Regions from separate parts of the Zea mays genome. Here region 2 is linked to region 1. A link is a contact called in public Hi-C data. All regions are on one chromosome and are shown on one strand. Each heading gives the region's core, a stretch centred on a gene start, on an enhancer-like site or on the middle of the called end of the contact. The rest is flanking DNA. Distances are from core to core; before and after follow the strand shown.

Region 1 (7,340 bases), core at 2,926-5,425:
CGATCACGAAGCCGCCGCGACCGGTGTACTCGACGTGGCCGAGCGGGCCCTTGACGTCGATGCAGGAGCCGAGCGGGAGCGAGTCCAGGTGCTGCGTCATGAGCCCGCCGCTGGGGAACTTGGGGTGCTCGTCCCTGAAGTACACCTTGACGAGGAGGTCGAAGTGGCCGACCTCGTCCGCCACGCTCGTCGGCGTGTACGCCCGCATGCACAGCTTCCCGTCGATGCTGGCGCAGACGGAGACGTGCTTGCCGATGGGCAGGCCGAGCGCCTGGTCCGGCGACGGCAGGGAGAAGCGGAGGAGGCGGACGTCGCGGGACAGCTCCGTCCTGCCGACGAGCCGGCAGCGGACCTTGTCGCGCGGGCCGGAGAGCGCGGGGGCCGGGGCCCTGGCGGCCTCGCGGATGGGCGCGAGGAGGTGGGACGGCAGCGCGGAGCCGCCGTGGACGGAGCTGTCGGAGGTGCCGGTGGCGATGAGCTCGCCGACACGGTAGGCGTCGAGCAGAGCCTTGGCCTTGTCGGAGTGGATGGCGTCGAATTCCTCGGTGCAGTCGGTGCCGGCGTTGATGAGGATGCTGTCGGCGCCGCCCGGGTGGTCCCTGAGGAACCTGGTGCAGTCGTAGACGTGGCCGTGGACGACGACCCACGCCGAGTCCCGCGACGCGTGCCTGCTCACCTCGGACATGGTGAGCTGCTGGTGGCCGCCGTCGGTGGTGCTCATGAAGGGCGTGGACGTGCTGCGCTTCAGCCCCGGCGCGGCCGCCTCCGCCGTCTTCTCCAGGTGCTTCTGCCGCGCCATCCAGCCGCCGGCCTGGTTGCCCGGCTGCGTCGGGTGCTCGAACACCAGCCCGATCTCGCCCCTGTGCGGACGGCACACGTTCACCTTCACCTTGAACCAGCAGTTGTTCATCATCCCCTGTGCCGTGCGTGCCAAACAGCGAAACAGTTGTTCGAGCGCCATCGTCAGAATAAATAATCCACCAGGAACAGATGAAAACTTGTCAGTATATATATGTATGTACACAATGTACCATGAGGTTCCATATGAGCCTCTCGGGCTGGGTGTTGAGCGACTGGTCCCATGCGCGCACGGCGATCTCCTTGGCGCCGAGGAGGTCGAGGACCTCCACCTCGACGGACCAGAAGCACCAGCACCAGTACTTGCCGTACTTGTTGGGCTTCTCCGGGTGGGCGAGGTCGCACACCAGCCATGTCTCGCCGCCGTCCAGCGTCACCTCTACCCGCGTCACCTTCTTGCCGCCGCCTACGCCGCACCAAAACACCGAGAAAAAGCCGTAAGGTTCATGACACTTTCACCGTACGTCTCTTCTACTGTCGACGGCACCAGGTGAAACCTAAATGTTGGCACAGGCCCACAGGCCACAGCTAGCGCACGGCTATCCCGACAAAACAACACTAGTGACGGCTTGTTCCTTCCTTTCCAGATTCGACAAGTAATCCGGCGGCGACCTCTCCGACAGTCGCAAAAGCAAAAGTAATGGGGCGTAGTAGCAAACTACTACCAACTTGTGCATGGTTTTCCTCCAGCACCCGGTTCCCACAAGCTTCGACTTCTATAATCTGTGGGACTGCTGTTGAGAATCTGTGCTGCTGCCTGCTGCTGCTTAGATATGGCAATGGAGATCCGATCCCCGATTCCCCGTGGGGAATTCCTCCATTAGAGGATGGAGATGGGGAAGAAACTTCCCCCGTGGGGATATAAACTTGGAAAATTTATCCCTCGACGGGTAAACGGGGATGGGGACGGGGAAACATTCCCCATCCCCGTTTCCCGAGGGGACCCGTTAAACTTGCACGTGACTATGTTTTGTGTACTAGTTAACGACAAAAATAAATAATTACCTTATCAAGAGACCACTAATTGTATAAATGTGTTTATTTTGATGTATGCATAATGATTTGTTATATCTGACAATGTGTATAAGTGACAATATTTAACATTAATAGTAAAGTACATATGTCTTAATTAAAATTTAAACGGGGATGAGGATTCCCGTTGGAGATTTATCCTCGCGGGGAACGAGAATGGGAAAGAAATGTTCCTCGCAAGCGTTCATAGGGATCTCCGCGGGAAAGTTTTTTCGTTGCGGGAACGGAGATGGGAAGCTATTCCCCGTTGCCATCCCTACTGCTGCTGGTGAAGTAGACAAGCTACGACTTCTAGCATGAAAGGGTCAACTACTTGTTCGCAGAATGCTTTTTAGTGTCCTCAGTCAGTGCCCCCCATGCCATGCATCAGCGGTCAAAAGTTCAGCGTCACCGAATTGAAACTGCACGCCTTTCTTGTTAAGCCATGTATACCTTTTAAGTTTGATGCTGTCAACATACGTCCCTGGCAGCTCCATGTTTACGATCTTCGTTGCGCTGTTAAATTGCTTGTCCATCATCGGTTATTTTTAAACTGCTTAATTAGTTGAGTCGTTGCTGTCCGCTGCGTATTGTATTCGGTGGTGAGACTTAAAATTTGTTTTTGGGAAATGCCTTCTTTCAGGCATGTACCTAGCTTCATGGCAGCACTAGTCATGCGTGACTCCTACGTTTTTCCCCCCTTGACGTATTAAGAATATGACCCAAGTAGTATCAACAGGATACAAGGTTACGAAGTACATCTTGTAACAGCAATTTGTTGGGTGAAATTAAATGTAATTAAGCCGTGCCAAGGCGCCGCTATGAATTTGGGAAAACAAAAGAGAAAACGGCGCCAAGTTCCATATTGAATTTGTACTAGCTAAGTAAGTAAGTCGTATGCCAAAAGTACGTAGCTAGGAAAAGTCAGCGACCGCGTATGTATACTTACCGGAGTAGGCGTATCCTTTCATGGTGTAGCCGCGCTGTGTGGTGATGCCGTTGATGGGCAGGATCTCGTCGTGCCCCGGCGTCGTTATCACCGAGTTTATGTTCAGCTCGTTGATGATGTACTCCGGCTTGTACCACCACGCTGCTCATTTTGCAGCAGCAAGATCAAAATCCCGTTTCGCTTGCTTGCTTTGCTTCCGATCCGTAGTAAACAAACAAACAAACACTAGTTACCCTCAGCGTTGGCGAGCTCGGCGTCGACGTGCGACGGCAGGACGCGGTTGTCCTTGTAATGGTAGTAGTTGTCGGACTCGGCGGGGGTGACGACGATGCGCTTCAGCCACTTGACCATGCGGCCGCCGATGCAGCCCGGGATGATGACGCGCACGGGGAAGCCGTGGTCGGGCAGCAGCGGCTCGCCGTTCTGCATGTACGCGAGCATGATGTCGCGCGACGGGTCCAGGGCCCACTCGCGCGGGACGCTGGTGCCGTACTTGGACCCGCCGCCGCCGCCGCCGGGGAGGTCCTCGGCGCCCTCGAAGCAGACGTTGAGCGCGCCGCCGTGACGGGGCGCGACGCCGCAGCGGCGGAGCACGTCGCGGAGGCGCGCGCCGCGCCACACGGACGTGGACACGCCGGCGGCGCCCCAGCCGAAGCCCGCCGTCTGCCGCACCATGTTCTGCTCCTTGCGCCGGTTGCCCGCGCACGCCAGCGTCACGGGGATCTCCACGGCGGGGAAGTCCCGCGCCAGCTCGTCCATGGTGAGCCGCGCGGGCCGCCTCACGAGGCCCGTCACCTCCACGGCCCACGTCGCCCAGTCCCCGCGCGGCACGGCGCCGTGGTTGCGCACGTAGTGCAGCGGCGCCGGGGTGATGAAGCCGTGCTGCATCAGCCGCGCCAGCGGCGGCTCGCAGTTCAGCGGGTGCTTCCCCGTCAGCCGGACCAGGCACGGGTTGCGCTCGACCCACGCGTCCGCGGTGCCCTCGTCGCGCGGGTCCTGCGCCGCCGGCTCCACCTCCAGCTGCAGCTGCGACCCGTACAGCTCGCGCCAGTCATCCTGCTCGTCGTCCGACGACGACGCATCGTCCGACGTGCTGCGGGGTGGGGAGACGAGGGGAGGGAAACCGCAGCCGCGCGCGGGCGAGTCCGCGCGCCGCGGGATGTGGCTCGGCGGGGGAGGGTACGCGCCGACGCGCGCCGGCTCCAGACGGCCGAACTGCCGGGGCTCGACAGCGGCCATTTCGGTTCAGGAGAGGTGTTGCCTGCCGACTGCGTTCTGGTTTCTGGTGATGAGCCCAGCAGTTGTAGCTGGCCTGGAAGGAAGGCTGCTGGAAGTGGCTTGGTGTTGTTGTCTGTGCAAGGCAGTACGACAGGCGGCGGCTCATAATATATACACACGGGCGCAGGTGCTCCAGCGTGACATGGCGCCTCAGAGTCAGTGTGCGCCACAAGTTTTTCTACACCCAGCTGACCACCAAAAATAAGGTGGGATTCTGTGATTATTGACTGACTTTCATTTTAGGCTCTGTTTAGATGAATTAGCTAACTATTAGCGGTTACTAACTAGCTTGTTTGGTCTAACTAAGGGCATGTACAGTGGTGTTTAATGTGGGGGCTCTTAAGGTGTTTTAGGTGGTTATTTGCAAAAAAAAAATCTTAGAGCCGTCTCTCCGTGAAGAGACGCCTCTGGCTCGTAAACCAAGTAACAACAGACGCCTCACTTCCCACTGTACGAATTTGTTGTCTGTTCTATCGATCTGATGCTATACAAATACATTTAATTCTGTATTTATTAATAGACTACGTTTATAGACACTCCATTGTACAATAGAGTCTCTTAGTTGTCTCCTGTGCTTGGAGAACCGTTTTGGTGTCTCTCCACTGTACATGCCCTAACGATATAATTACCATTTGGGTAATAATTAATAATTAGTTAGACTATATCATTTGGCAAGAAGAACAAAAGACACACACCTCGTTCGTTAGTTAAGTAATTCCTTAGATTTGGCTTGTCTACATTTGCGATTTGTTCTAATAAATCTATCGATAAAATTATCCGTGAGTTTCTTGTAATAGGATTCGATACGGATGGATATTGCTTATTTCGTAATTGTTTTCATATTTTTTCTCTTCAGTTCAAATCCAATACATATATTATCAAGTTGTGTCGGATAAAATTTAAATAGATATTAATATCTTGTACATCCAACTTTGAGAATACATATATAGATAAAAGTTGGATACAGATCACATATTGAGCACCCGGACTCGAATACGAATCGAACCTTTTTGACGAATCGAATTTGAATACGGACAAATAATTATCCGTACCATCTACACCCATATTACCCGTGATAACTTCAATAATGGTCACAACTAGGTTATTGTTCATCCATTTATATGCGATTTGGTCTGGTTTCTGAATTTTGATCCTGCAGCAGGGTGTTTAAGAGATTTTTGGCAGAGCTTCACGAGCTCTTAATTCATACAAAAAAATGATTTTCTATCTCTATAAAGAGTAGGTCAAACACTCCGAGTTCACTAAATTTAAATTTAGAGAGTGTTTAGTTTCTAGAGACTAATTTTTAGTCTCTTTATTTTATTTTATTTTATTTTAGTCTCTAAATTATTAAATACAGAAACAAAAATAGAGTTAATTTTCATATTTAATAATTTAAATATTAAAATAGAATAAAATGTAGGAACTAAATATTAGTCCGCAGAAACCAAACACCGTATTAGATTCACCTTAATAGTAGATCTATAGGCCATGTTCGCTGTTTTTAGAGCTGTTCAAAGAAAGCTTCGAAGCGGTTTCGTACCTCTGCAAAGTACTCACTTATCGTCTCTGTTTGCTCATCTCCTTTCTCGCTCGCTCCACCGACAGAATTCGCGCGTTCCTACCGGGGCGTGGCCCGGCCCCCTCGTCGCCGGCGCTACTGCCTTGGCCTCGCTGGGAGCGCGGCGAACGCTGGAGCAGGCGAGCGGGCATCAGCCGAGCGAGCATCACTGCATCAGGAAGACATAAGCGAGCAAGTCTGCTGGCAAAGTATATATTTGTTCGTTTACATGATACGATTTCTAACTTTTTAATTGCTAATCTGGAATGATCATCCGTGCAAATTTTTAATCCTGTATTTCACTTTGTACCATTGGACGATAATTCGGGAGGTCCAGCAGCTGTTGACGAAATGCCTGGAAGGTTTGGTCTCATTTAAGCACTGAATTGTTGTCGGTTGTCCTTGTAGCCTCTGTGTCCTTTTCTTGTTCTTGTATTGAAAAGTTTACTGATGGTACTTAGGTATTGTTGCATTTCCATTTTACCTAGAAGATCATGTGATTTTTGCCAAACCTGGGCACTCTTGTTAGAAGGGATACAACTATATTGTACTACTTGCAAATTCTAGTTTATGTTTGACAGTTCTATGCGTTGGCGAAACTGCTTTGTGATGCAGTGAATCATTCCTGCAACCTACATCCTGCACAACCTTTCCGTTCCTGCATTTGTTTTCGGAAAAATGTGAATAGAGATATTTATTTTTGGACAACAAAGTTCGATTGCAGCTGATCTTCACTTTGGCATGCTGTGAACCCAGTACTTCGACTTGCTAATTGAACTGTTGTGAATTAGTTTAAGTTGTCCAATTCTGAATTTCGTTGCATGATCTATGTTGGAGAGAAGTTTTCTGCCCGAAGGTCCTGGATAACCAAAACAATTTCTTATTGTTATATCAGGAGAAAGGGATTGACATGGTTTGAAGGACCACGACCACTAAAAATAGAAATTGTATATGAACTTGATCACCATAAATAGAAGGCCCCCGGATAATCAAAACAATTTCTAATTGTATATGAACTTGACCACTATAAATAGAAAGACAGTGCGACCGCCAGAATAGTTAGTCATTCTCGTGAAATCTGTAATCGACATTGCCGAGGATTGTTCGGTAGTGAATTTATGGGGTTTCACGAGACCGAGAACTAAAAGTAAAGGCGCAGGAGACTCGAAGATTTACACAAGTTCGAGCTCTCAGTGTGAGATAACATCCTACGTCATGTTTGTGGTGGTATCTATTGGCTATGCAATGTGATTAGATGATCCGTTGTCTTAGGGCGTTTAGGTCCTCCTTTTGTAGTTCAAGTAGGGGCGTCATTTACAAAATATGGATCTAGCCCGGTTACAAGATATGAATAATAACCAAACCTAGCTGATTCCACCCTTTTTATTGGGTACCTAATCTCTATCTGTGTATGTTTTCACTCTTATCAACAACCGGGTGTTGTCATATGTACATGGATATCAATATTATTATCTCCTAATCTCGTAGGATCTCTAGAATATTTATCTTTCTAGAGCTTCCTTGCGGATGAGATCTTACTCTGATTGTGTGTGCCGAGTTACTAGACACTCGATTGAGCCCATAAACCCACCTGTTATGGCCTTTCACGTTGGATATCTCTAATATATATCTTTAACAGTAGCCCCCGAGGCTTATTTGGTCGAGTTATAGGGTCAGGAAGAG
Region 2 (6,304 bases), core at 561-3,060, 200 kb after region 1:
AGCATATGAAATTTGTTCCATACTGTTACATCATTCAATTTCATGTAGTCTATGCAAAATCTTCATGTGCCATCCTTTTTCTTTCACCTAATACGACTAGGGTAGCAAATGAACTAACACTTTTTGACAACTTACTGAAATAATGCCATTATCAAACATGGACTGAACTTGTTTTTCGATCTCATCGTGTCCTACATATCTCGTATCCTTTTGAGAAGGTGAGTATATATATATGGCTCCTTTTGAGAAGGTGAGTATATATGGTTTGGACTTCACTAGACTATATCAGGCAATAGGGACATGGTGTGATCATAGTATCTCGAAGGGGGAAGAGAATTAGTCTATGACCACAGCTTCGATATTTTTAGGCACTAAATCTAGACAAATTGCAGTACTGTCTTGTTTCTGCACCATAGCAATAGCCCAATTTTTATTCCCTTTATGCCATTTATCTAGCCCAATTTTTATTCCCTTTATGCCATTTATCCATTTGTGCAAGCAACAGATGCTTGTTGTAATGCATAGCATGTAGTTGACTTGAATCTAGTCCTTGGGTGGGGATGGGCACGATGCATGAATTCATCCGTGCACAAAGCTGGTGCATTATAGTAGTAGTAGTAGTAGAGAATTTCACTTAAGGAGCTGAGGCGCTTGGCTTGTCTACATGTTATCGTTCTTACAGAAGCATCTCGTGCTGCAAGGGGAGGGGGGTTCCATCGCACTCACGAAGAGTTCAGATACATTACGCGACACCGGCAGTCCACAAGAGTTACAGAGATACGTAGGATGATACATCGAATGAACACCTTGGAACACCAGATCTACAGAAGTTCCTGTGATGATCTCCGGTCAGCTCCTGCGTCGTCTCCACACGCTTTCACTGCACATGGTCGTGCTCAGCCTCAGCCTAGCATTTGTTTTGTTTCCCAGCCCGACAGGAAGAAACAGGTGGGTTAACAGCTACAGCACATATACGCTAGAACGACAAAACGCGACGGCTTCATCTAGTCCGATCCTTACCTACCTTGGCTATGTGCACCTTATGGTCGTCGTCGTCGCCGCCGACGGCGGCGGCGGCGGCGCCCTTGCGCGGGTATCTGGCGCGGTAGTTCCGGAGCTGTTCCCTGACGAGCTTCTCGTAGACGAAGGAGGCGCCCTTGAACTGCGGCAGCGCCAGCCACGCCGCGAACAGCACCTTGGCCGGGTACCACACGGGTACCCAGTGGAGGAGCGGCTCGGCGAGCATCTCCAGGAGGGTGACGAAGGAGTGTATGATCCAGTATGACAGCCACTGCTCGTCGTCCGCCTTGGACGGGCTCTCCATCGCGCACACCGACGCGTACCTGCAGCACCACCAACGGCACGCATGTCCCAGCACGATGCTCTCAGCTCACGTATGCCGTGGACCGTGGTCGGTCACTGCTGCACTGGTAAAACTGGTCCCTGCTATTATTAGGGTGATGAAGGAACTTACAGAGGGTACAGCAGGGTGATGCTTGGCCTGCGAAACGGGAGGGAGGGACAGACAAGACAAAGAAGCAGCAAACGCACACGTCAGGCAACCAGCGTCGAGCGAGCCCAATAGATGGACGAGGAGGAATCGGAAAACGAACTGCGAGGGAGCAGCGAAACTACCCGGCGACGGTGTGGAGGTGGCTGATGAGCGACCAGGACTTGCCCATCTCTTGGGACGGAACCAACGGCAGCGGTGTGTGGTCGGCTTGCTGGGCTTCGGTCGAAACCGAGGGGTCCTCGAACAGCGAAGAATTGCTGGGCTGATGGGACGGCGAAAGATTCGGTAGGGCAGGCAGACGGGGGCGGATGCAGAGGGTGCGTTTTTTATAGTCACGCTCACGCGTGAGTGCTGGGAGGTGGCAATGGCATCGGGTGCTTTGCTTGGACGTGGCGTCCTGGCATCGCTTTGAGGCAGACACGGTCTGATCTGAGCAGCACAGCGTTCGTTCTTGAAAGGTCTAGCGAGGGGTCAAATCGGATGGCTTTCGCCGCCTGCGTCGCTCGCCGCTTTGCCCAAGACGTCAGTCGGCCCGCCGGCCGGGCTGAGGTGCTGCCATGGCGGCACGTGGCGACACGTGTCAGATGAACCGCGGCACTAGTGTCCACCACTCCACCTGCAGCAGTGAGCCAGTGACTTGGCACCTGCTCCCGCGTCTGCATCTACGCACCGGAATAAATGGGCCGGATTTGGGCGTTAGGCCACATACCGCGTTGTTATCGGGGAAAGAGCAAAGGGCTGGGCACGCACTATTTTTCTCCGAGCCCAAGCCAAAAGTGTAGATTCAAATATTGTGTAGATCAGTTCGGCAAAAAAAATAAAACATTTTCAATGAAAATGTGATGAACTATAAAGTTATCAAATAATTAGTCTCTAATTTTTTAAAATTATTTTACTTTTTAACGAGCTAATGTTGTAATTTTTCAGGAGATTTGCATAGGGAATAGATAAATGGCCCACTCACGCGACTTAGGGTGTGTTTGGTTTGACTTTTGGCTTTGGCTTTTGTGCCCCTAAAAGCCAAAAGCCAACCAAAGGGCTGGATCCAGGAAGCAGCTTTTTCTAAAAACCGACTTTCTCGTAGTGCAAATCTGAAAGCACCTCTGGACCTGCTTTTAGTGGCTTTTCGGATGGAACTGTGAAAACATATATCGAAGATTTTTTAACGACTTTTAGTGGTTTCCACCAAACGGTTTTTAGCTTTTTAACAGCTTACAGTCTACAGCAGCTTTTTCCACAGCTCACAGCCCACAGCAACTTTTTTCACAGCCACAGCCCAACCAAACAGACCCTTATACTGGGCTTTTACACAACGCATTCTCGGGAAGCTGACCTTTTAACAAAACATAATTATTAAACACCAAGGGAAAATGAGCTAATTTTTCTTAGGAAAGTGGAAATCCCTTACGCCCCATTTGGATCATTGGAATTGAATTCCATTCTAATAAGGCCCCGTTTGTTTTCTTTCATTTCGAGGAATTGGAATCTTACTAATGAAATAGGCTATTTTTTTTAGAATATGACATTCCACCACTTTCTAAAGTTATCATATAAGCATACCTCAAATTCATGGGGTGAAAGATGAAAATTGATTCTATAGATTTACATGCTATTTTTCCGATGTACAACTTATAACACATTCTTCTACTTGCGCCTCTATAACATAAATGTAGTATATAACTATCTCTCTCATATGATTTAGAATAATATACAAATATATTACATATATAAATATATAAACTTAATTAGTTTTGTCTAAATTATAATTATTAAAATGGAATTCAATTCCAACGAAACAAACGGGCCCTAATAGTAATTTAGGCATATATCAATTAAGCTAATTCGGTTTTATGCAAAATATATTTGTATATTATTATTAGCAAGATGTCGGAGATATTTATGTGCTACATTTTTACTATAGGGGAGTGAGACGAAGAGTGTCATGTAAGTTATAGATTAGAAACTAATTCTAGTAATGCATAAAATCATTTCTCACCCTCCACCCCATGAATTTGAGATAGGCTTATATCTGAACTTTAGAAAGTGGTGTAATGTCAAATTCTAAACTAAATAAGTTATTTTATTGAGTGAATTCCAATTCCTTTAAAATGAAGGGATCCAAACGTCCCGTTAGAAAAATATGGTTTTCAAACTAGCCCTAAGTGGAAAATTAGCTTATTTTCCCATTCAAATACCGGAAATTCTGATTTAAGTTTTCAAACTAGTCATAAAGAGTATGGATAATTTAGGTCCTATGAGGTTCGAAACGAGGAAAATTTAGTTTCCAAAGGGTTCGTGGCCATGAGAATGGAGAACCATAAAATATCCCCGTTTTCTGCGTACCAACTTCTCTTAATCTTAATCCGTACATTTAGATGTTAAAATTATACTACAAACTTAATACATAGTTTATTATAAAATAGCTAGCAATTTAAACTCCAAATTAGATACCTCTTGTATTATGAAATCTTGCTTGTTCAATTTATATTGATTTGATATACTTATCGAGGACCACAATTAGGGGTACCCTCAACACTCCTAATTCTCAGCTGCTAACCCCCATCAGCATAAAGCTGCAAAGGCCTGATGGGTGCGATTAAGTCAGGGATCAGTCCATTCGAGCGACTCGATCACGCCTCGCCCGAGCCTAGCCTCGGACAAGGGCAGCCGACCCCAGAGGGTTTCCGTCTCGCCCGAGGGCCCCCTCCAACGGCAGACACATCTCCGGCTCGCCCGAGGCCCTGCCTTCGCTAAGAAGCAACCCTGACTAAATCGTCGCATCGACCGACCGAATCGCAGGAGCATTTAATGCAAAGATGGCCTGACATCTTTATCCTGACGCGCGCCCTCCGGCAGAGCCGAAGTGACCGCCGTCACTTCGCCGCTCCACTGACCGGTCTGACAGAAGGACAGCGCCGCCTGCGCCACTCCGACTACAGTGCCACTCGACAGAGTGAGACTGACAGGCAGTCAGGCCCTGCCAAAGGCACCATAGGAAGCTCCGCTCCGCCCGACCCAGGGCTCGGACTCGGGCTAAGACCCGAAAGACGGCGAACTCCGCTCCGCCCGACCCAGGGCTCGGACTCGGGCTAAGACCCGGAAGACGGCGAACTCCGCTCCGCCCGACCCAGGGCTCGGACTCGGGCTAAGACCCGGAAGACGGCGAACTCTGCTCCGCCCGACCCAGGGCTCGGACTCGGGCTCAGCCCCAGAAGACGACGAACTTCGCTCCGCCCGACCCCAGGGCTCGGACTCCGCCCTGGCCTCTGCCGACGACCTCCGCCTCGCCCGACCCAGGGGCTCGGACTCAGCCTCGGTCATGGAAGACAGACTCGACCTCGGCTTCGGAGGAGCCTCCACATCGCCCAGCCTAGGGCGCAGGCCAGCCACGTCAACGGGAAGCGCCATCATCACCCTACCCCGAGCTGACTCGGGCCACAGGGAACAAGACCGGTGTCCCATCTGGCCAGCTCCGCCAGATAGGCAATGATGGCGCCCCGCACGCTCTGTGACGACGGCGGCTCCCAGCTCTCTTACGGAAGCAGGTGGACGTCAGCAAGGACTCGACCGCTCCAACAGCTGTCCCTCCGCCAGGCACCGTTGCTCCTCCGACGGCCACGACATCACACCAGCAGGGTGCCAAGATCTCTCCGGCTGCCACATTGACATGTACTTAGGGCGTCAGCTCTCCCCCGCTAGACACGTAGCACTCTGCTACACCCCCATTGTACACCTGGATCCTCTCCTTACGCCTATAAAAGGAAGGACCAGGGCCCTCCTAGAGAAGGTTGGCCGCGCGGGGACGAGGACGGGACAGGCGCTCTCTTGGGACCGCTCGCTTCCCTCTCCCGCGTGGACGCTTGTAACCCCCTACTGCAAGCGCACCCGACCTGGGCGCGGGACGAACACGAAGGCCGCGGGATTCCCACCTCTCTCACGCCGGACTCCGGCCGCCTCGCTCTCTCCCCCCTTTGTGCTCGCCCACGCGCTCGACCCATCTGGGCTGGGGCACGCGGCACTCACTCGTCGGCCTGAGGGACCCCCGGTCTCGAAACGCCGACAGTTGGCGCGCCAGGTAGGGGCCTGCTGCGTGTTGACGAACAGCTTCCCGTCAAGCTCCAGATGGGTAGTCTCCAGCAACCTCTTCAACCCGGGACGGTGCTCTGTTTCGGGAGCCTTGAGTTCATGTCCTTCGACGGCAGCTACGACATGATACTCCTTTCACCGCCGCGCGACAACGACAATGGCGGCCGACAGCCCGCCCTCCGGCGGCGGAATCGATGACGTCTTCCCCGCGTGGTGGAAGAACGACTTTCGAGCTCGCCCCGTCCTCTCCCCCGCCAACGGAGGAGGAGGCGGGGCAACCAAGGCCAAGCAGGAGGCCGCGCCTCATCGGCTGTCGAGCGAGTCGACGTCCCTAGCGCCCCAACGGGGGGCGCGTCGGGCGTCAACCTCGCGTTTGAGACGAAGGCGAGCGCCGTCTCCCCGCGACACGCCAAACCCGAGCAAGTGGACGACGCTAGCGCGCTTGCGAAAAGCTTGCAGGACGTCGCCCTCGTACCTGAGGCGACGGTGCAGTCAGTCCTCGACGTGACTTCATCGCCGCTTGACGACCAAAAGGTACCGACCGATTCCCATCCTACGTCATTTGGACTCAGCCTCAACCCGCCTAGCGACCTTGCTTTGGCGGGCGCTCTCGTAGAGGCGAGTTCAAACCCTTTGGGGTTTCGCATGCGGTCGCCTTGGGACCGGTTGACGGACGTCTCGACCTTCGGGCCCTCTGGGTCCGAG

Evidence for each region. Hi-C and Micro-C count contacts between places; a contact is called where the count stands out from the background.
Region 2: a Hi-C map of leaf shows a contact between it and region 1, with 3 times the contacts expected there. The contact joins the promoter of LOC103643137 here to the promoter of LOC103643134 in region 1. A contact is called at or near these places in 2 of 25 Hi-C or Micro-C datasets (endosperm and leaf).

The regions. Positions count from the first base shown.
Region 1 is chr1:203,090,033-203,097,372 of Zm-B73-REFERENCE-NAM-5.0, forward strand. LOC103643134 (nitrate reductase [NADH]-like) reads right to left here and starts at 4,176. Exons shown (of 4, transcript XM_008666285.2): 1 at 3,052-4,176; 2 at 2,819-2,959; 3 at 1,032-1,264; 4 at 1-916. The coding sequence starts at 4,057.
Region 2 is chr1:203,291,417-203,297,720 of Zm-B73-REFERENCE-NAM-5.0, forward strand. LOC103643137 (protein HVA22) reads right to left here and starts at 1,811. Exons shown (of 4, transcript NM_001364651.1): 1 at 1,636-1,811; 2 at 1,475-1,501; 3 at 1,025-1,343; 4 at 618-907. The coding sequence starts at 1,682. The coding sequence ends at 878.